Regions from separate parts of the Mus musculus genome. Here regions 2, 3 and 4 are each linked to region 1. Evidence: chromatin contacts called from public HiCAR-type and promoter capture Hi-C data. All regions are on one chromosome and are shown on one strand. Each heading gives the region's core, a stretch centred on a gene start, on an enhancer-like site or on the middle of the called end of the contact. The rest is flanking DNA. Distances are from core to core; before and after follow the strand shown. Region 1 holds the start of Ahcyl1 (S-adenosylhomocysteine hydrolase-like 1). Region 2 holds the start of Sort1 (sortilin 1). Region 3 holds the start of Psma5 (proteasome subunit alpha 5). Region 4 holds the start of Atxn7l2 (ataxin 7-like 2).

The links. Promoter capture Hi-C pulls out the DNA fragments that hold promoters and counts their contacts. HiCAR-type assays count read pairs that join an accessible place to other places.
Region 2: a HiCAR-type map of astrocytes shows a contact between it and region 1, with 2.0 times the contacts expected there. The contact joins the promoter of Sort1 here to the promoter of Ahcyl1 in region 1. A contact is called at or near these places in 1 of 39 promoter capture datasets (pre-B cells) and 1 of 115 datasets of contacts at active chromatin or transcription factors (astrocytes).
Region 3: a promoter capture Hi-C map of pre-B cells shows a contact between it and region 1, with 2.7 times the contacts expected there. The contact joins the promoter of Psma5 here to the promoter of Ahcyl1 in region 1. A contact is called at or near these places in 4 of 39 promoter capture datasets (the C10 cell line, cranial neural crest and pre-B cells), 5 of 484 Hi-C or Micro-C datasets (CD4 T cells, CD8 T cells, Th1 cells and 2 more), 3 of 115 datasets of contacts at active chromatin or transcription factors (effector CD8 T cells, memory CD8 T cells and pancreatic cancer cells) and 1 of 9 other capture datasets (adipose tissue).
Region 4: a contact with region 1 is called in a promoter capture Hi-C map of pre-B cells, with 4 times the contacts expected there. The contact joins the promoter of Atxn7l2 here to the promoter of Ahcyl1 in region 1. A contact is called at or near these places in 14 of 39 promoter capture datasets (the C10 cell line, the HPC-7 cell line, cranial neural crest and 8 more), 1 of 15 datasets of contacts at CTCF or cohesin (the NIH/3T3 cell line), 9 of 484 Hi-C or Micro-C datasets (CD4 T cells, CD8 T cells, cortical neurons and 5 more), 10 of 115 datasets of contacts at active chromatin or transcription factors (astrocytes, bone marrow-derived macrophages, cardiomyocytes and 7 more) and 2 of 9 other capture datasets (adipose tissue and liver).

What each region holds. Positions count from the first base shown.
Region 1 is chr3:107,694,547-107,699,288 of GRCm38.p6, forward strand. Ahcyl1 (S-adenosylhomocysteine hydrolase-like 1) reads right to left here and starts at 2,014. Exons shown (of 17, transcript NM_145542.4): 1 at 1,612-2,014. The coding sequence starts at 1,731. Gm40121 (a long non-coding RNA gene) reads left to right here and starts at 1,679. Exons shown (of 3, transcript XR_003954675.1): 1 at 1,679-2,183.
Region 2 is chr3:108,281,162-108,285,903 of GRCm38.p6, forward strand. It overlaps Sort1 (sortilin 1), which reads left to right and starts at 2,903. Exons shown (of 20, transcript NM_019972.3): 1 at 2,903-3,279. The coding sequence starts at 2,980.
Region 3 is chr3:108,254,147-108,258,888 of GRCm38.p6, forward strand. It overlaps Psma5 (proteasome subunit alpha 5), which reads left to right and starts at 2,780. Exons shown (of 9, transcript NM_011967.3): 1 at 2,780-3,159. The coding sequence starts at 3,131.
Region 4 is chr3:108,208,061-108,212,802 of GRCm38.p6, forward strand. It overlaps Atxn7l2 (ataxin 7-like 2), which reads right to left and starts at 2,467. Exons shown (of 11, transcript NM_001289545.1): 1 at 2,285-2,467; 2 at 380-445; 3 at 1-7. The coding sequence starts at 2,411. Sypl2 (synaptophysin-like 2) reads right to left here. Exons shown (of 6, transcript NM_008596.1): 6 at 4,206-4,742.

The DNA.
Region 1 (4,742 bases), core at 764-3,263:
CCAAGAGTCCTGGCCTCCAGGAGTTTACAATGTATAATACAGATTTTGGCTTATCAATATTGACTTGCAAGAATATAGTTACACTGAAAGAAAAAAATAAGGAACAATAAAAATGACTAAGACTCTCTGGAGTACCTAGACAAAAGAAGGTGGGCTTATGACAAGAGATAAGAGTCAGGGGGTTAGTCTATCAGTGTTTCCAATTCTCCACTTAACTCATCTGAGGTACTGCACGTATGCATTTTGCTTGTAAGAACTCTAACTTTGTATTCAAATAGTGCAGATTGCAAAAGGTCACTTCTCTAACAAAGCAGTTGGGGAATGAGAGCACTAAAAATGAGGTCAACTGGATCCCTTAGGATGGAGGGACCTTCTATAAACCTTTCAAAGGTGTTATTGGTGACATTCTCAATTTTGTGAGAAAACAGAGCTAAAGCACACAGCAATGACTTTTTTTTTTTTCCCCAAGACCAGTCAATTAGTTTCCTGGAGGAAAATAAATAAAGCCCTCTCAGGCACTGAGAGCAGCTTAACTAGTTCCAGTACAGGAGCCTTGGGGATTAACTGCTCTGCAAACCTTGCTCAGCTGAATCTATATCATCCTTGAACCCTACAAATACTGTAGGCAGGATTGATTGTGAAGAGACTTTATACAAGAGGAAACTATTTCAGAAAGGTCACCTCCTTGTTCCACTGCTAATTGGGTACCAGGTTAGAGGAAGGGTCAGCAAAGGTTCGACAGAAAGCACTGGAGACCCCGACCCTACCACTGAGAGAGCTAGTTAGACTCAGCCCTCCATAGATCACCTTTTCCAAGAGCCATAGAAGGATGTCCTTTGAGCTCAACCCCCAGCACAATAGGCTGAACTTGTAAGTGCAGTAAAGAATGAGCAATCATTTCTTCCCACCCACCTCCCCAACCCACCCAAGCTCCTTTCTGGAGGGATGTCTAAGTGATCTATTCACATGACTGCGATCAACCTGCATCCATGACAGTGTCTACTGTCACCAACCTCTAAATTTTCCTTTCTCACATACTTCCTAGCAGGTGGAAGACTGCACGGCGATTACCATTTTGCCTTTCCATCTCTTGTTGCTTTTAGAACCGTCAGCTGCATAAACCAGTTCATACGATTCTTTCCTCTTGCCTCTAAGCGATCACGCAGTTGTTGGTCGAACGGCCAATTCTCCCCCAAGAAGATGCTTTGAAAAAGAGCTGCCTGATTTCCCCCACTCACCTGAGGGGAAATTTCCTGCACAACCTCATCCCCTGGACAGGTCACAGGGGTCAGCTGAGTCGCTCACCCCCTCCCAATCTCGTCTTCAAGGCCCTCCATCCAGGAAAAGTCAGTCGCGAATTTAAGGCCTGGCCCTGTCGGGCTTCAGTAAGATCCAGGAGGACTCCGGCCGAGGGACAAAGAAAAGCGAGGTCAGAGCGGCCTCTTTGGCTCCAGCTAGGCCCATCGCCGCTCACCGGCCACCCACTACATCGTGTCAATGGTCCTGAGCACCCCAAACCCTAGCCCTAAGTCCCGAACTACCCGAGTCCGGGCCCGGGGCTTGCTCGCGCCCCTTCCTCGAGGGCCCTCGCCGCCACCCAGAGCCCCGCACCTTCTTGGGAGCCTTGGTGACCGTGGCCATGAAGGAGTACTTCTCGGCGTCCTCGATCTCCTTGGCCTGTTTCAGCTCCTCCCCGACACCGGGCAGCGGCATCGCGTCAGGCATCGACATCCCCCGGCCGGCCCGGCCCGCGGCTAACCCGCCGCCCCCGCCTCTTTCCCTCACGGGCGCCCGCCCGTCCGCGCGGCGCCCTCGGCCACGCGCTCGCCCGCCTTCCCGCCAGGCCCCGCGCCGAGCTGCTTGGGCTTCCGAAGGGCTGGGACCCGCGCGCGCGCGCCTCGTCGGCTCCGAGACCGGAGCCTGCCGGACAGCGACGGCGGCCACAGAACCAGAAGCAACAGCACGCAGCTCCGACCTGCCCGCGCAGCCACCTCCGCCACACGCAAGCACGCACGCAAAGTAAGGGTAGAGGGCGGAGACGCCACGTCAAGTACTGGCAGCCCCAAGGAGAGGGGGGCGGAAAGAGGCGGGGACAAATGGCGCGCTCTGGTGACGTCAACATGCTGGGCCGGGCCGCAGGAATCGCCCCTCCTTTCCTGCGCCTCGGTGATGAACGTCCCAGGGTGAGTAGTTGAACCTTGTCTGCCGCCAGGTGGTGCCATCAGCCCTATTGAGCCGAGTGTGACTCCTATAAAGATGCCACAAGACTAAGGGTCTTTGGACTACCAACTCCCCAGGAAACCTCAGCATGGGGAGGTGGCAGAGCATCGGGGATCGGGAAGATGGCATATCAAGAGCGATGCTTGGGAGCATAAACCAGAGTCCCACCGGACACATTTTACCCGGCCCTTTTTGGGAAAATTCAGTGTTAGAGACAGCCTACTCCCGGCCCACACCCTGGGCCCTTTGGGCCAGAAGTCCATTTCCAGGGGACAGTGTTTGCTTTTTTACTTCACAGGGGTGCAGAACAAGCTGAGAGCAGTCTGGTTTCTACACAACCCTTTATGACCTCCATCACCATCTCCTCCTGGGCCTTGTCTGTTTACAAGACCTTCAGGCTGCAGTGCTGATGTGAAGAGGTCATTAAGATAAGGTTGATGGGTTGGTCAGAGGGCAGAGAACAGGGCAGATTGAGAAAAAGTCCCAGCCAAATGGGTTCTCCTGCTCCATGCTCTCTAGGCAGTAGGCTCTCCCTGCCAGCTCCACTCTCAGTGAGTGTAGTGCAGAACGTTCAGTTTGGACTCGCACAGTTTCTGGATTCTACTGTGTACAGCCCCCGTATAAAGGCCCTGGGATGGTAGAGGTGCATGTGGCATATTTATGTTTTCCAAGAACCCATCCATTTGGGAAGGGAAAGCCTATTCGTAAGCTGGGGTCAACTGCGGTATCTTATCCTTTGAGAGTCATTCAAATGACATTGGCTCCAATTCCTATGTCCTGTGGAAAGTACAATGTTGTCCCCAGGATTTCTGTGAATTACTGAGGGGACTTAGGTTTTCATGGTCATCTCTGGCTCTAGTTTGCTGCCTCATCTGAAACATTACTCACTATTCCAGTCTTACAACTGTTTCTTTAGCTCTTGTAGTCACATCAGCCCCTTTCTCTTTCCAACTCTTACTCCTAAACCACAAAAAATGAGGCTATAACATGTAGCAGAACTTTTAATGAAGGTTTGTTGGTCAAAGGGGAGAGGTTACATCACATAGCAAACAGTCTACAATTACATTTCTGAAATGTTCCAAAAAGAGATTTCAGCCATCTATCTCACCATTGGGATTTCTCAATGACCACAATCTCCCTCAAAGCTCTCTAGTATACTCCGCATCTAGCTGTTTCCTGTGGCTCCTTTTTCATTCCTTTGCTTCACTCTTCTCTCTTGGGTGGACTCTGAGAAGCCAGATTCTTCCCCACTATGCTGAGAATAAGTCCTCCTGAGAGCCTTTCCACTAAATCCTCTCTAAGCTCATTCTTTTATATCCAGCACCTCACTGGGTTCTGGGTTGTTTGTGAGAGGGTCTCACTATGTAACCCAGGCTGGCTTTGATCTCTTATCCTGTGCCACCATTCCTGACCTTACCAGGTTTTAAAGACTCAACTTTATCAAGAAAAAAGGTGGTCTTAAAAGACACCAGCCCTACCCCAATACTGATTTGTGCTCAAGGTTGGGGAAGGTGTGAAATAGTTATTTCTGGACCCACTGAATTCTTCCTATAAGAAGCCTGTGGATGTTTGAAGAGGGCTGTTGAAGTACCTAGAAGGATTGCTATGTCTTAAAATGTTAGTGTTCTCTCATGTGCTCACTGTTCAGAGCAGTCAGACTTCTCTCCTTGGGAATTCTATGGCCACAGAGGGCAGAGAGATGAAACCAGAGTAGTAAGCACATCCACACAGGGCCAGGCGGCCACTCTCTCCTTAGAGCTGGGGCCTGCAACCACAACTGGCCCACTCGGGAGCTTTCATCTTTTTTATTTTGTCCACACTGTTATTGGAGCCCCATAGATTCAATTCACCTGAGTCTTTAGAAATCAGCTAAGAAACTCTAAGTCTCCTGAATTAAAAAAAAATATATGTGTCTTGAGACAAATTATTTTTAACAAGCTCTAGTGTATCTATATTTTGGATTTGACTTTTTTAAAGCAGTTTTTCTTCAGGTGCTTTGTACTTTCTCTGGGCATTTTAGCTTCGCTGTGAGCTTCCTGGAGATTGAAGAGTACATCTCTCATACTCCTTCAGAGTCAGGAGACAGAGGATTGTCCACAGGACCAGACCTAGAGGGAATACAACTTTATTGAGTGGCTTAGGTCGAGATGGAGACCAGCAAGTGACTCCACTTACCAGTGTGCCTTATTGGACAGGAGGCTGGTGGTTTGCTCTTGCAGGAGATGGACAAGGATGCTTAATCTAAAGGTGGAAAAGGCACCCCTGTGATACTAGAGAGGCAATAGGAACCAGTCCAAGGTCATAGCATTGTTGAAAAACAGCCACTGTAGAAGGCCCTGGTGGCCACCATGCTCCCCAGGTAGAGGCTGGAAATCAAAGTGCTTACCCAGCCAGGGAGTGTGACAGCATACCATCCATGAGAAACACTGTATGCTGCCTACCTCATGCCCAATCCCAAGACAGCCTCACGTGGTTCAACTGGAAACTGCCACTTCTGGATGCCAAGAAATGGCTTGTTTTTG
Region 2 (4,742 bases), core at 1,653-4,152, 590 kb after region 1:
GCTAGTCCTCTAGTCAATTGCGGTTCATTTGATGGCTTAGGAATTATTTGCTGGGCTTTGTGTAATCTTTCATTAGGAAATTGTACTCTGATACTAAATAGTAGTAATATGGTAGCTGATTTCATACAAAATTCAGTGTAGTGAAAAGTAGCGTGTGCTGAAACACATTTGAAAACATCAGTTCAGCAAAGGAAGAAGTTTTGCCCACACATACAATGAAAGCAACTTGGGTTTATTTTCAACATTCTGCAGATTTCTACTGATGTTAATCCTGTTATGATGTTAATCCTGTATCATGTGAGATTTAGCCCCTGGAATCTTGTATCAACTTAGTCATTGTCTTACGGTTTCACTGCTGTAAAGAGACACTATGACCAAGGCAACTCTTATAAGGACATTTAATCAGGGTTGACTTATAGGTTCAGAGGTTCGAGCATGGCAGCATCCAGACAGGCATGGTGCAGGAGGCCTTTATCTGAAGGCCACTAGAGAAGACTGACTTCAAGGCAGCTAGGATGAGGTCTTAAAGCCTACACCCACAATGACACACTCCAAGGCCACATCTCCTAACAGTGCCACTCTCTGGCCCAAGCATATTCTAACCACCAGTCATTTAAGAATTTTATTGGGAAGCTGTCATAGCTGTGAAAGGTCATCTGTAGTCTCCCACAGTCTAAGAAAAGTACCTCTAGTGGGAAAAAGAGGCAATCATCTCTAATGTGTATGAGTGAGTGTGTGTGTGTGTGTGTGCGCGCGCGCACGCACATGTACCCAAGTATATATGAGGAGCCTGAGGAGGTCAGAAGAATGCATTGGATCCCCTGGAACTGGAGTTACAGGTGGTTGTGAGCTGCCACGTGGGTGCTGGGATCTAAACCCAGGTATCCTGTAAGCTCTTAACTGCTGAGCCGTTGCTCCAGGTCCAGTACTGCTTTTAACACTATAGATTAATGCAGATGTGGAAAAGAATACGTTGCTTTGAAGAGGTGTGTCACTCAAGAATATACAGAGAAAAAAGCGAAGGGAAAACATAGTGTAGCCCTCCAGCTTACAGTCCCTCCTATTGCTAAGGCAGGATGTCTGTATAACTGAGAACAGTAAGTATCATTATCTGCTATAATTACAATGTGAATAATTCAAAGAGATGGTTACTTTTCTTTAAATGTTGTGTTCAAGAAATGATCTTACATACAAAAAGGTATAGCTTTGTGATAATTACTTCATATTGATATTTTTGCTTGGGAGGCTGGTGAAGGAGGATCAAAGACTCTAAGCCACCCTGGGCTACAAAAAAAGACTCCCCAGTTCAACAAACTGACAAAATCTAAACGTTAATGGAACTAAATAGCTAAAAGATGTATCTGGTAGTTTCTCCAGCAGGTAGCACTGTTGAGTTAGCTTTCTTCTTTCCCCATAGTAAGACAATAGACCATTCATCTTTGTCACCCAAACAAAGAAATATTCCTTTGTAGCCCCCTTTTTCCCCTCCGTAACTGGTCACATGCTACTGTAACTGACTGCCTTGTGATCTAATCCATACTTGACACGAATTAAAAATAAGTTGTGCTTAAAAATAAATAATGTGGCGTTTATATTTCTGGAAAGAAAACACACTCATCAGTTTTTATCTTGTTCAGTGGCTCAGAAACTGGAGGGCTTTTCTGTTGATTTGCCATCCTGTTCCGCTTTCCAGAGCTTCACAGCTCCCTTCTTACTGTGGTTTTGGGGAGAGGAAAAACTCCCGAGTACGTAAATAGTTTTGTTTGTACTATTCCGTGTGCATACTCGGGTAGGCCTGCCGTTTGAGTTTACTGTTAAAGTTAAAAGTAACTTCCAATGGCTTCCACTCTGGTATAACATTTTGCATACTTTGTATCTTTTTATCTGGCTTCCTGAGTTCCGACTGAACAACTTGAAATGTTGGGAAGAGGTGGAGTGAAGTTAAGGATTTAGAACTGGTTTTACCAGCACTGCATGTTCTAAAAGTTGTGTGAGCAGCTTCTGCGGTGTAGGGAACAGTGGGGAGGTTATTTGCTGGAGGTGGGTATTCATTTAGGAGGCATCATATTCAGTGAGGGAATTGGTGTGATGCACTTACTGCAGGGCTAAGGGTGCTTTAGGTAACTAAAATCAGAATGTGACTGTACTAAAATGATAATATATAAAGTGGGCTTTAGGCAATTCTCTTCCCGTATACCTACACTTGGTGGCAAAGCTACCTACATTTCCAAGTCCGCAGAAGCCAAAAAGTACTTTCGCCTCTTGACTACCTCCCTGCAGATGAGGAAGGTGACTGAGGCCAAACATGTTGGAAAGACTTCTGCGGCTTCCATGAGACACGGGTGTAATGATGTTCATCTGCCCCATAGGATTTTCGCATTCACCTTCTTGGCTCCTTCAGCAGACAATGGGCGAGCCAGCGAGCCGGGGTTAAAATCCTAATGTACCAGTTTATGTCGGAGCCCCTTTTCCAACTGAGAGTAGTAGTTCAGGGATTCCCTGGCTTTCCCAGGCGCGGTTTCCACCGAAGGAAATTTTTAGGAGCGTTTGGAGGGGGGTTGGGAGGAGGGTGGAGAAGGCGGCAACGTGACCCAACCCTAACCCGAGGGTCTCCGGAAGCGCCGCCAACCTGCAGGCTGAGCGGGGAGGGGAGAGGGGTAACCCCTAGGCCAACTCCGGGAGCCCAGCCCGCAGACGCCGAGCGACGGTGGAGAATGACCTCAGCCGTCCCTGCCACGTTCCAGCCAATCAGTCCCGCATCTTGGCATCCGAATCCAGGACCCCCGAAGCCGGAGGCGACGCGAGCCAATGAGGAGTGGGCCGGGAAAGAAGGACAGGCGGCCAGCCTATTGGGGAGGAGAGGCCCGGCTGCGCGTATCCAAGCAGCGCGGGGCCGAGCTCGGGGGTGTGGCGCAGCGCCGGCGGGGGTGGGCGGGCGCGCCGGGTGGCAGGTGTCAGCGGCGTCTGCATTCGGCAGCGATGGAGCGGCCCCGGGGAGCTGCGGACGGCCTTTTGCGCTGGCCCCTCGGCCTCCTCCTGCTCCTTCAACTGCTGCCTCCTGCCGCCGTCGGCCAGGACCGGCTGGACGCGCCGCCGCCGCCCGCGCCTCCTCTGCTGCGCTGGGCCGGTCCGGTCGGGGTGAGCTGGGGGCTGCGCGCCGCCGCGCCCGGGGGCCCCGTCCCCCGCGCTGGCCGTTGGCGCCGCGGCGCGCCCGCCGAGGACCAAGACTGCGGCCGCCTCCCGGACTTCATCGCCAAGCTGACCAACAATACGCACCAGGTGAGCGCGCGAGGCCCGGGCGCCCGCCCCGGTTGGGTCGCCCCTCCGGGCCCGCGGCCCCAGGCGGCCGCTCCGCTCCCATTGCACGCTTCGAGGCTAGCGCGAGACCCCGGTTGCGGAGGGCGGCGAGGCGCGGGGGCGGCGGGGGCCGGGGTGGCTGCGGCCCGTGGGGCTGTGTGTCGTCATAGCCGAGGCAATCCGAGACTTTGACTCGCTGCATTCTTTGCTTCTGCTTCTTAAGTTGTCAGAATCTCCCGGTCATCCCCCCCCCCCCCCAACCCCCACCCCGAATATAGAACGCCGGGTCCACCAACGCTGGTACCTACCAGGAAGCTGGAGGCATAATTACCCCTTGAGTGATCGCAGAAGTTGGACAGCCCAGAAGCAGAGGTGTGCCCTCCCTGGGTCGGTACTTTTGAGGTTGACGTCCAGAAATCCCACAGCAGTTGTTAGGTCATGGCTTGTGTTTCCATAGTTAAAGGAACACTCATGGAAATGAAAATGACATTGAAACCCAACCGTGAAATGATATCTCCCCTGCTCCCTAAAATTAAAAACAAAAACAAGCAAACAAAAAACTGATTCAAGATGTTTCCTCAGGATGCAGGCTCAGAACCCTCTAACCTGACCCAAAACGACCTTGAGAGGTATTCCGAACCAAATTCCTGTGTGCAGAACCCAGAGAACAGAAAACGGCCTCTAGGACCTAGATTAGAAGCAATTGCAGAACAGCTCGGATCATCCAGAAGTTCCATTAAATGGCTTTACAGAGTGGCCAACTGTCCCAAACAAGAGTCTGGTTTGTAACCAGTCAGCCCCCTCTTTCTGCATACTACAGGATCTTTAAATCCCTTTGCTCCAGACCCATTCTGGAGATTGGCTCCAGTGTGCTTTGTTTCCTTGTAAGTTGACCTATTAGGAGACTCTTTTTGCACAAGAACTGGTATTGGCTTCTGTGTGTGACCCGCAGCCAGCTGAGATCCTGTCATCTGTCTCATTCCTTCAAAATTGACTTATAACCTTGTGTTGAACCCTTACTGGGACACCTCTATCCTGTCCTAATTTCTAATAACTATGAAACATTCTGCAGATAGTCACTTTAAGCCTGCTCTTGTCAAGACTTTCAAAGATTTGGTGCTTCTGTTTTGGGCACAAGAGTCTGAACCTTGACACACTGCTGCATTGAGAAATTGTTAGGAAAGTCTTGGTTTCAGCAACTAGGACATCTTCCTCCTCCTCCTCTTTTTTTTTTTTTCCTAAAATTAACAATTGTTGCAACCCATGTATGAGAAAGGCATTTTCAGTTCAGTGTATTTTCTGTGTTATGTCTTTCCTTTTTTTCCAAAGAAAGACTGTTCATGAAGGTGGCCGTGGGTGGCTGGAGTTCTGTACCCGTTCTTTGTTTACATTCCATTTCAGTATCCCCCCAAATCTCAGTGTCCCCTTGGGGTTTCTTTTGAGAT
Region 3 (4,742 bases), core at 1,530-4,029, 560 kb after region 1:
AGCTGCCGCTGCTAATCTGTGAACTGAACTGCTGATTTCCAGACAACACAGATGGGAATCGCTCCACAGGACCTTTCTAAACAGATCCACTTCCCCCATATCCTTTCTTTCACACTACCTCTGTGGGTGGTGGGCTAAAAGGGAGGTTATAGCGTTTAAGAACCATCATTAAAAAGGCAACTTGGGGAAGAAAGGGTTTATTTGGTTTATACTTCCAGGTAATAATCGATCACTGAGAGAAGTCAGGACAGAAACTTAAGCAAGTAGAAGCAGAATCATATGAAGAATGCAGCTTGCTGGCTCGCTCACTCTCAAGCTCAAGCTTGGCCAGCTCTATTACATAGTGTTCTACAGACATAGCTATGGGCCAGTTTGATTTAGACAATTCTTCAGCGGAGGGTCGTCTTCCCTGGAGACTATAGGCTGTGTCAAGTAGACAAGGAAGTGTGTGTAGAGGTCAGAGGAAAATCTGCAAGAGTTGGTTCTCTCCTTTAACCATGTAGGTCCTGGGGATGGAACTCAGATTGTCAGGACGGTGGTAGGTGCCTTTTACCACCAGACCATCATATTCCTGGTCTCCGTGACTGTAGGTTTTAGCCAATAAGAAAGTAAGGATACAAACCAAACTTCTACATCGTAAAAGTTATTTTGCCAGGCCTTCCTTGGATTCACATATATACCATCACTCCATACAACATTCAGACCTGGAGACCCATGGTTCAGGACCCAGGATCCAGACTTGACCCTCGGCTTTTCTGTTACTCATCAATGAGAACCTTTCCCATTCCATCTACCTTCTTCTGGCTCCTTCATTACTTTCCTGGGAAGGACATCTGGCTCAACTGTCCACGAGGGAGTCATTTATTGAATTATAGGCAAGACATTCTGTGATGTGCTACAGTAGAAAAACGATGTGACTATGTGTGTGAGAGCACATACAGCTTCTGTGACATCCCTGTCCTCCTCGATTACCTCCCACTTTATTTTTTTGATATACAGTCTCTCACTGAACTCAGAGGTTGAAAGAAAATAAGCTTTCCTTTTTTTTTTTTTAACCCACAATCAGCTAGAGTTACATTTGGTGTTGCCTACCTATAACCCCAGAATTTGGGAGGCTGAGACAGGAAAATGGCCTGGAGTTCTAGGACAACCTAAGCTACATGGTTTCAAGGCGGAGTAGGCTAAAAGTAAGTACTTTCACTAAAAGCAAAACAGAGAACTAGCTTTCCCTTTCAGACAAATATGGCTCATTACACGGCCTCTCCCTCCCTCCTATTCCTTCTCCTTCATGAAGGTATAATTGACAAACAGTAGTTGCTTACATTTACATTATAAAAAATGATGTTTAAAAATATTACTTTTGAGACAGGGTCTCTCTACATAGCCCTGGCTAGCCTGGAACTCACTTGGTATACCAGGCTGGTCTTGAACTTAGAGATTCCCTGCCTCCTGAGTGCTGGGATTAAAGGAACTATCACACCCAACCCAGAATGGTATTTTTAAAAAGACTTTTCAATGTGTGTGTGTGTGTGTGTGTGTGTTTGTGTGTGTGTGTTATGTGTGACACATATATAGGGGCCAGCAGAGAGCAGAAAAAGGCAGTGGATCCCCTAGAGCTAGAATAAAGGGTAGTTATGTGCAGCCTGACTAGGACGCTGAGAACCAAATGTGGGCATCTAGAAGGGAATCAGGTGCTAAGCTATCTCTCCAGCCACCAGAATTATGTTTTGATATAGGTATATATCACGATTAAGTTAACTTTCACTAACATTTGCCTTTTTTGGTAGTGATTAAAATCTACCTTCTTAGAAAAATTTCAAGTGTAAGATATTAACTCTAGTCATCCTGGTGTATCATATATCTCCATTAGGTATTAATCTTACCTGAAACTTTGTACTCTGACCACCTCACACCCCACCCCCGCCAAGCCTGGGCAGAGGTTCATGCATGCTATGAAAGTACTCTGTCACCGAGTTACATTCCTAGAGAGTCAGGACTTCTTCTTTTTTTTTTTGTTTTTTTTGTTTGTTTTTAAAGATTTATTTATTTATTTTATGTAAGTACATCGTAGCTGTCTTCAGACACACCAGAAGAGGAAGTCAGATCTCATTCAGGATGGTTGTGAGCCACCATGTGGTTGCTGGGATTTGAACTCAGGACCTTCTGAAGAACAGCCAGTGCTCTTAACCCCTGAGCCATCTCTCCAGCCCGAGTCAGGACTTCTTAACCACCTAACTTTCTTTGATAAATGATTCATTTACAATGTTTCTTAAAAAAAAAAAAAGCTCAAGTTGCTCTTCTACCCTTAGGAAGAGAAAACAAGAAGCACATACACAAATTAAGGTCCTTAAAAGCAGTGACTAATCTGAAGCTCCGATACTGAACTCCAGGTCTGGGTCTGAAACTTGGATAGTTAGGGTGGTGGTGGTGATGTGTACGAATCCAGGAAAGACTTGATAAAATAATCGTACCTATGCAAGAAATTGAAAAACGTTCTTGCTGATTAGAACCTATCAACTTTTAAAACTTTTTTTTTCAACAAGCCCGGCTGGCAGAACTGCCGGGCACGCTGGTAGAGGCGCACACATTTCTCTACCCAAGTCAAAAAGTCCTCAGCAAACCTAGTTCCGGCTGCCACCGAGCCGGGAAGACAGCGAAGAGCTGGGCAGGCGAGCGCGAAGTAAGAGACCGGTGTCCCCCGGCTGCATTTACGCGAGCTGGCGAGACTTACGTCACGATTCCGACAACCCAGTCATCAGGCCAAGTCTTGCAGCCATCCAAAGCGCGGCGTGCTCACTCCTCGACGACGAGGTTCACTCTCACCGGTTGCCTCGAGTCCCAGCGCCCGTAGCAACCAAGGGTGACGGAAAGCGGAAGTGCTCTCTAGTTCCGCCTCCCTGTTAACCCAGGTCCGGTGAAGAAGCTTGTCAAGTCCAATCATCGCGGCGAGAATATCAATCAGCCAATAAAAGGGAAGCACGGGAGGGCGGGCTAAAAAGGTCGCGTGCGCACGCGCAGACGGCTGCAGGGTCCTTGGTGCTGTGGCGGTGTGGTTGATTAGGGTGCTGCTTTCAATCGTGTGGCCTTTGGGAACCCCGCGTAGCCACTGCCGCCTCCTTCTGTCCTCGCCATGTTCCTCACTCGGTCCGAGTACGACAGGTTCGTACGGCGGGAAGCAGCAGGGTCGAAATTTGGGTGGGCGGGCCTGGGGCCCGCGCCGCGGCCTGGGTTCTGCAGTGTCATGGGGCGCCCGGAGAACCTAAGTCTGGCGGGACCCGGGGAATCTGGTTCCCGAGGCGCCCGGCGAGATTCCCCAAGCTACACTGCAGCGGACCCGTTGCACTTGTCCCGCTGAGTCACCGCTAATCCTGACTCCCCGCGGAAGCGAGAGGCTGGGGCTGCTTGGGGCAGGCGGCGGAGAGGGATCGGGACCTTTAACCTGGAGTAGATTAGGGGGACACCAGCCTTGCGTCCGTCTTTTCAACCTAAGTCTGACTGCTTAGGAAAAAGAAAAGTGAAAGGAGTTTCCTTGAATAGAAGCTACCAGAGACTATTGGATGAGTTTGTAGGAATCCGTCCTGTGCTGTACATTTTAATCTTTTTTGAAGAGCGAAGGCAGTTTTCAGCTATGCTCGGATAAATATATTGCCTACAATCTGGTTTTGTGGGAACTTGAATGTACAGTGGTTCTCAGAAGAGTTTTAATACACTGATTCCATTTGACCAAAGTGTGTGTATGTGAGAGGAGGTTTGAAAGCAAGTTAATTTTAGTGTTGTGTTGAAAGCTAAATGTTTTGTAAAGTCAAAGCTGTGTGGTTGTGTTTATTAAAAGAGCAGACAACCTAAAAACTTTCAAGTCTCGAAAATGCTAACTAATACTGTCATAAATGCTGTAGATACTGTAACTTTCAGTTTCTGTTTTGAGCAGTTTTGCAAACCACTGGGTTCCTTTAAAAGTTAGGGAAAGCAGACATTTTCTTAGTTCCAGGTTACCACTGAGAAATTACTTTTCTTGGCAAGTATGTATTGAGCCTGTCAAAATATATATATGTCATTCCAGGTGCCACAATTTTGACAGGCTCAATACATACTTATATATACACATATATACATACATATTAATCTCCATCCTTTTGCTGACTCAGAAAATATCGGTGAAGTTTTAAAACTATTTCCTGTTGTCAAGTAAAATGGTCGTTAACACTTGGCTTCCAGAGTATTGAAGAGAGTCATCTTTAGGTGATAAAATGTTAAGAAAATTGTGATCCTCATCTGAAAGGCTTTACTGAGCTTTGCCCATTTATTTATATGAACTAGTTGCTTTGTGGATTTTTTTCTTTTGTATTTGCTAAGACTAAATAAAGCCCAGGCCTCTATTTAGCTAATGTTCTTGAGCGTTGGCTGTGTTCAAGAAGCACTGTTTAGGGAGCTGGTTTTACAGCAGTGAGCAGAATCAAGATCTCTACCCTCCTGTTTGCAACAGTAACTGTAATGTGAGACAGAAATGTATTGATGTTACTAGAGGAATCTAAGGCAGCACTGGACGTTCTGATGAGAGGCTGCATTCATTGTTGGAGGTTGGGGAAAGCTTCACAAAGAAGCTGATAATTCAGATAGGTCCAGGGAAAGTAGGATTTCTAGTAAACCAAGACCATGAGAACGAACAGATAATAAAGGATGAACAAGGGGGACCAGTGAGGAAAAGGCATAACACATTTGGAAAAGTCCAGGCTGGTTACCAC
Region 4 (4,742 bases), core at 1,217-3,716, 510 kb after region 1:
GACATGTCTGCAACGACAGAACCCTTTATCACTCGGGTCAAATTCTCCGGATTTCCCTAGCTCAAGGAACACTCTCAACGCCACCACTTAGAAGACGCTCAGCCTTCCAACTGATAGTTCTGCTGGACGCTCCCAGCCTCCCCAGTCCATCTGACCAGACCCAAAGTGTATGGGCTTTCCTGTATGTGGGCACCAACCACACGTGATTAGGATCACCACCAGCAGGTCCCAGGGGCCAGGACAACTGACTGACTCAGACTTATCAAAAGGAGGTTTCTTCCCCCAGCAGTCCCGCTGCTGCTTCAAGCTCCTTCCTCCAGTGGGAGAGGGAAAGCTTGGTCCACGTTCCCGACACCCAGCCTCTGTGCAGGACTCCCACCTTCTTTAATGAGGGTCATGGCGTCAAGTTTCTTCGTGTTTTTGCTGTTCTCCTCTAGTTCAGCCCCTGGAGGAGAAGCACAGTTGAGGATGCCCACCCGAGTCCCAGAACCCAGCAGGGCCTGCAGCCCAATGGTATGAAGCCCACATTCCCAGACAAGCACTCAGAATTCCTGAAGACACTTTCCACGGGTCACTCACAAATGCCTATGATGACCCCATTAAGGATCACAGTGACCCTTCACTCCCGGGTACAGTACAGAGTTAGTTCCACGGCTGACTAGATGGGCCACTATGGGTAAATGTCTCTTTTCTGGGCCTTGCTTCCCCCATTTAAAAGGGAAATGGTTCTAAAATTTTTCTACAGGTCCCTTTTGAGACTGCTCGCATGGGTCCTTTCTTCTACTCTGTGGCATCCCAGACAAATGCCCTCCCAGATCCCCACCCCCATAAACTCATTTTGCTCCACCCAAGTTACCATAGTATCATCAAAGTTACACTCAGCTTCTCAGGTCCTGCACTGATAGGATGGCCATAGAGTAGAAAAACTGTTGTCTTTGGACCCTTTGGCATCTTCAAAGTCTCCTTGATCAGCTACGCAAGCCCCTCCCCTTCTTAGGGGGGCTTTGTCCAGGGGTTGCCCTTGTACCTCAGTTTCTGGGTTAATGACAAAAACATCTTAGCTGTGCAAAGCAGCTCTTTCCCCATCCCCCTACCTCACTCCTCGCCCCCCTCCTCTAAGCCCCCTCCCTGTCCCTTGGGGTGGGGGTGGGGGGATCAATTCTGAGTCACCAAATCTGAGTCCATTTCCAGTTCTCAGTGCACCTAGACCCAGCGAGGGCCCCATCTTAGCCCACTCAGCATGGGGGCAGTCCAAGGGTGGCCTGTATGCCCATCTAGGATGACTCTCTAATGCTCACTAACAGAGTGGCCCCTTTCTAGGATGAGAAGATTATTGGCAATCATAATACCCAGATGTAAGTGGTAGTGGGTTAGGCATGCAAAAGATAAGGGGCAGCTCCCACTCTTTTAAGTCCCTTAAATTCAAGTGTGGGGAATGACAGAACAGAGCTGTAAGTCAGAGGTCTCAAAAGAGAACAAGTGGCATTAGAGACCGCTCCATGAGATCTCCTCCTCCACCTCTTCTCACTTGCAAACTTCTTCAGGGGTGTGATGCTTGTTGTCACCCCGAAAGGCCACGAGGCCAGGTGCTCCCTGGGGCCCAGGAGACAAAGATCAGAAGGGGCTGCAGGCCTGCTCACCAAAGACACTCAAGGGCCTACAGAAAATAGGGGTCAAGGAAGAGAGCCAAGGGGCAGGACAAGAGGCCCAGGAAAGGATGGAGGCTTGGAGTCATGTATGGATGGACTGATAGAGGGAGGTCGGGAGGATGGATGGATGGATGGATGGAGGATGGATGAACTAAAGCAGAGGGGGCGGGGGTTCGGGAAAACTGAGCAGACAGGGAGACGTTGAAAGAAGCTAAGGTGCGGGGCAAAAGGCGAAGAATCAAGTGGGTGGGGAGGGGGGCACAGAAGTGGGGTGCGTGGGAAACACGTGGAGAGGACTGTTGCAGATGGGTAGAGCCGGAGCAGGTGCAGAACCGAAAAAAGCTGGAGGACGGCTCACGAGAAGAAAGATAAAGGCAAGTAAAGTGGGGGGCAGGTACTGTACACCCGCAGAGACAGAGGTGGGCAGGGTGGGCTGCGAGCGATACGCCGGCGCTAGGACCCGGAGGCGCGAAGGTGTCTGAGCAGGCGGGCACTAGGACCCGGCGGGTCCTTTGTTTGGGGGGCCGGGGAGCCGGACGGCGGCTCTAGTCGGCGGCTCCCCTCAGCTGGAGGGGGCCCTGGGGGGGAGGGGAGATAGTGATGGGGTCCCCGGATTCTAATGTGTCTGTACTCACCGTCTGCCGCAGGCAGGTCGGCCCGCTCCACCCACGAGCTCCAGCTCTGTCCCGCGAAGTCATCGAGACTCGGCACTCGCCGCTCCAGAGCGGCCATTGCTGCCACCGCGCGTTCACGCACCGCCATCACCGCCGCGGACGCGCGCCCGCCCTGGCGCCGCCGCCGCGCGGCCCCCTCCCCCCACCCTCCGACCGGGGGCACGCCTCCCTCTCCCCCTACCTTGCCAGTTCACTCTCTGCGCAAGCGCAGCTCGTGCCTCCTGCCACTACCTCACTCTCAACACAGCTTTCTGGGAAGTGTAGTTGCGGAGGGGTGGCGATGCTTACGGAGCTAGCCGAGGGATCCCTTCCGAAATGCACAATCGCACGCGGGGAAGGAGAGATCAAAGCCTCGGGATATCCTCTTTCAACCCCTCCGTACACGTCCTTTGTGCCACTAGTTCACTCTCCCAAACTTACTGCGCATACCCGAGCCCCAAACCTCTTTCTGCCCAAGATACTCTTCTAAAGCCGTGCATCCGCCAGCTGGCTGGCGCCCCTTCCTGGGCTGGCGGCCACGAAGCGCCTCTGCACCCCTGTAGATCGAATAGGGTAGGTGCAAGGAGGTGGGCGCAGTGAATCAGAAGGGCAAGGGGAGGGAGTGTGCAGGACGTGCTGAAGGACACAGGGCTTGGGGTGGGGGAGGGCCACAGCTCCTGTGCTGTTCCTCTATGGGAAACGCACGCTGCCTTGATGCAGAACGGAGGTTTGGAGTACTGTGTCTTAGGTTTGGGAGGACCTGGCTGAGCTTGCTAAGATCACCTGTCAGTATGACAGAAGGCTATCGCCGATCCAGAACCAGCCCCAGAACTAGGGTAGCCCCAAGGCTGCTGGTGTTTGCAGTGTCTCTGCTGATCGTCTCTCTCCTCCTGGGAACTACAATCGATAACCTGCACCGCCTCTTCCCAAATCCTGGCTGGACCCTGACTCCATTCATCATTTTGGCTTCTTTTTCTAGTGAATCTTTTCACCGCTGGAAAAGCTGCTATTGAAGCCTTGGCATAGGGAGGTTTCTCATATCTATCTTTTCTTTTCTTTCTTTCTTTCTTTCTTTCTTTCTTTCTTTCTTTCTTTCTTTCTTTTTTTCTGCTAAGGTCCAGAAAGTACCTTAATCACCCACCTTCTCAGCTGATAATATTTCTTCCCACCCTCACAGAAGAGACAAAAATCTACCTTCATCTCCGTCCCCATTCTCATTGGAAATTAAATATTAATCCTCTTTTTCTTTGACTACCTCACCCATCACGCCATATTGCATCCCTTTGCCTAAAATGAAGCCAAGTTTGGGAGCAATTAAGTCAAGGTCTGTGACTTTCTGCCTCCCATATAAGAGCAGTTTAACTACATAAAGAATAACATCTGAGGGCAGAAGTTCTAAACCTAAGACCCACCCAGAGGTGGTCCCTAAGAGGCCCAGAAACCTGATGAGACTAAATGTAAAACTGTGCCCAAGTACATTTTTCTAGAGAATGTAAATGTGACATGTGACTGTCTGAGGAGATGGATAGGTGTGAGTTTGTGCAGCGTGAACACTACAGTGAGAAGAGGGAAGCATATGGCCCTCGATTTGTCCTTTGGGTCACAGATGGTAGGAGAGCAAACGGAGGCAGCATTGTGGAAGCCACTGTCTTTTGCCTTTTGAGTTTGGTCCAAGTTTGCTAATGAGTCTTGGTTTCTTTGGAGTAATTGGGTGCCGCCAAAAGAGTCGATGTCACTAGACTGGGGCTTGCCAGAAGCAATTGCCTAGCCAGCAGACTCTGTTGCCTGGGGTTCAGAGTTGCAAGGAGAGGAGTGTCTTGGTAGAAATGCTGAAATTTGTCCAAGAACATAGAGCGAGGGAAAAGGAGAAGGGGAAAAAAATCCCCAGAAGTCCTCTGGTCTTGGCTTCTTCTTGGCAAATGTTCGCAGCACTGTTTATTCAAATGTGTAGTAACAAGCACCACAGAACAACATGCAACATTCTCCCCACATCCTCGATCTGCAATCCCAGAAATAGGAGGCCCATGGTCAGGATGTTGAAGGGGACTCATGTCTAAGAAAGGTCCTGGATAGGCGTCTCCACATGGTAAAGTCTACCAGGGCAAAGGGCAAGTTCCCTGCTTGTTGGCCTCCTGCAATAGCTAGAGAAACCAGACACCTCTCCCGCTTCAGGCCTGACTAGGCAAAGTGGTGGTGCCAGCCCTGGTTGGAGAGGACACGAGTCTCATGAGGACAGAGCTGCCCTTGGCACTTACTGCTGCCCAGCCCCCTGGAGGTAATGAGGTGAACTGGTCTTTCCTCTTCCGGCGGCCATGGAAAGACCATAGCCTAAATCAAGACTCTCTTGGCCATAGCCAGACTCTTGCCAGGAAGAGCCTTTTCAACCCTAGAGCGAGCCCTGGAGTACGAATGCTCGGTGGGAGTGGATAACTCCTACTCT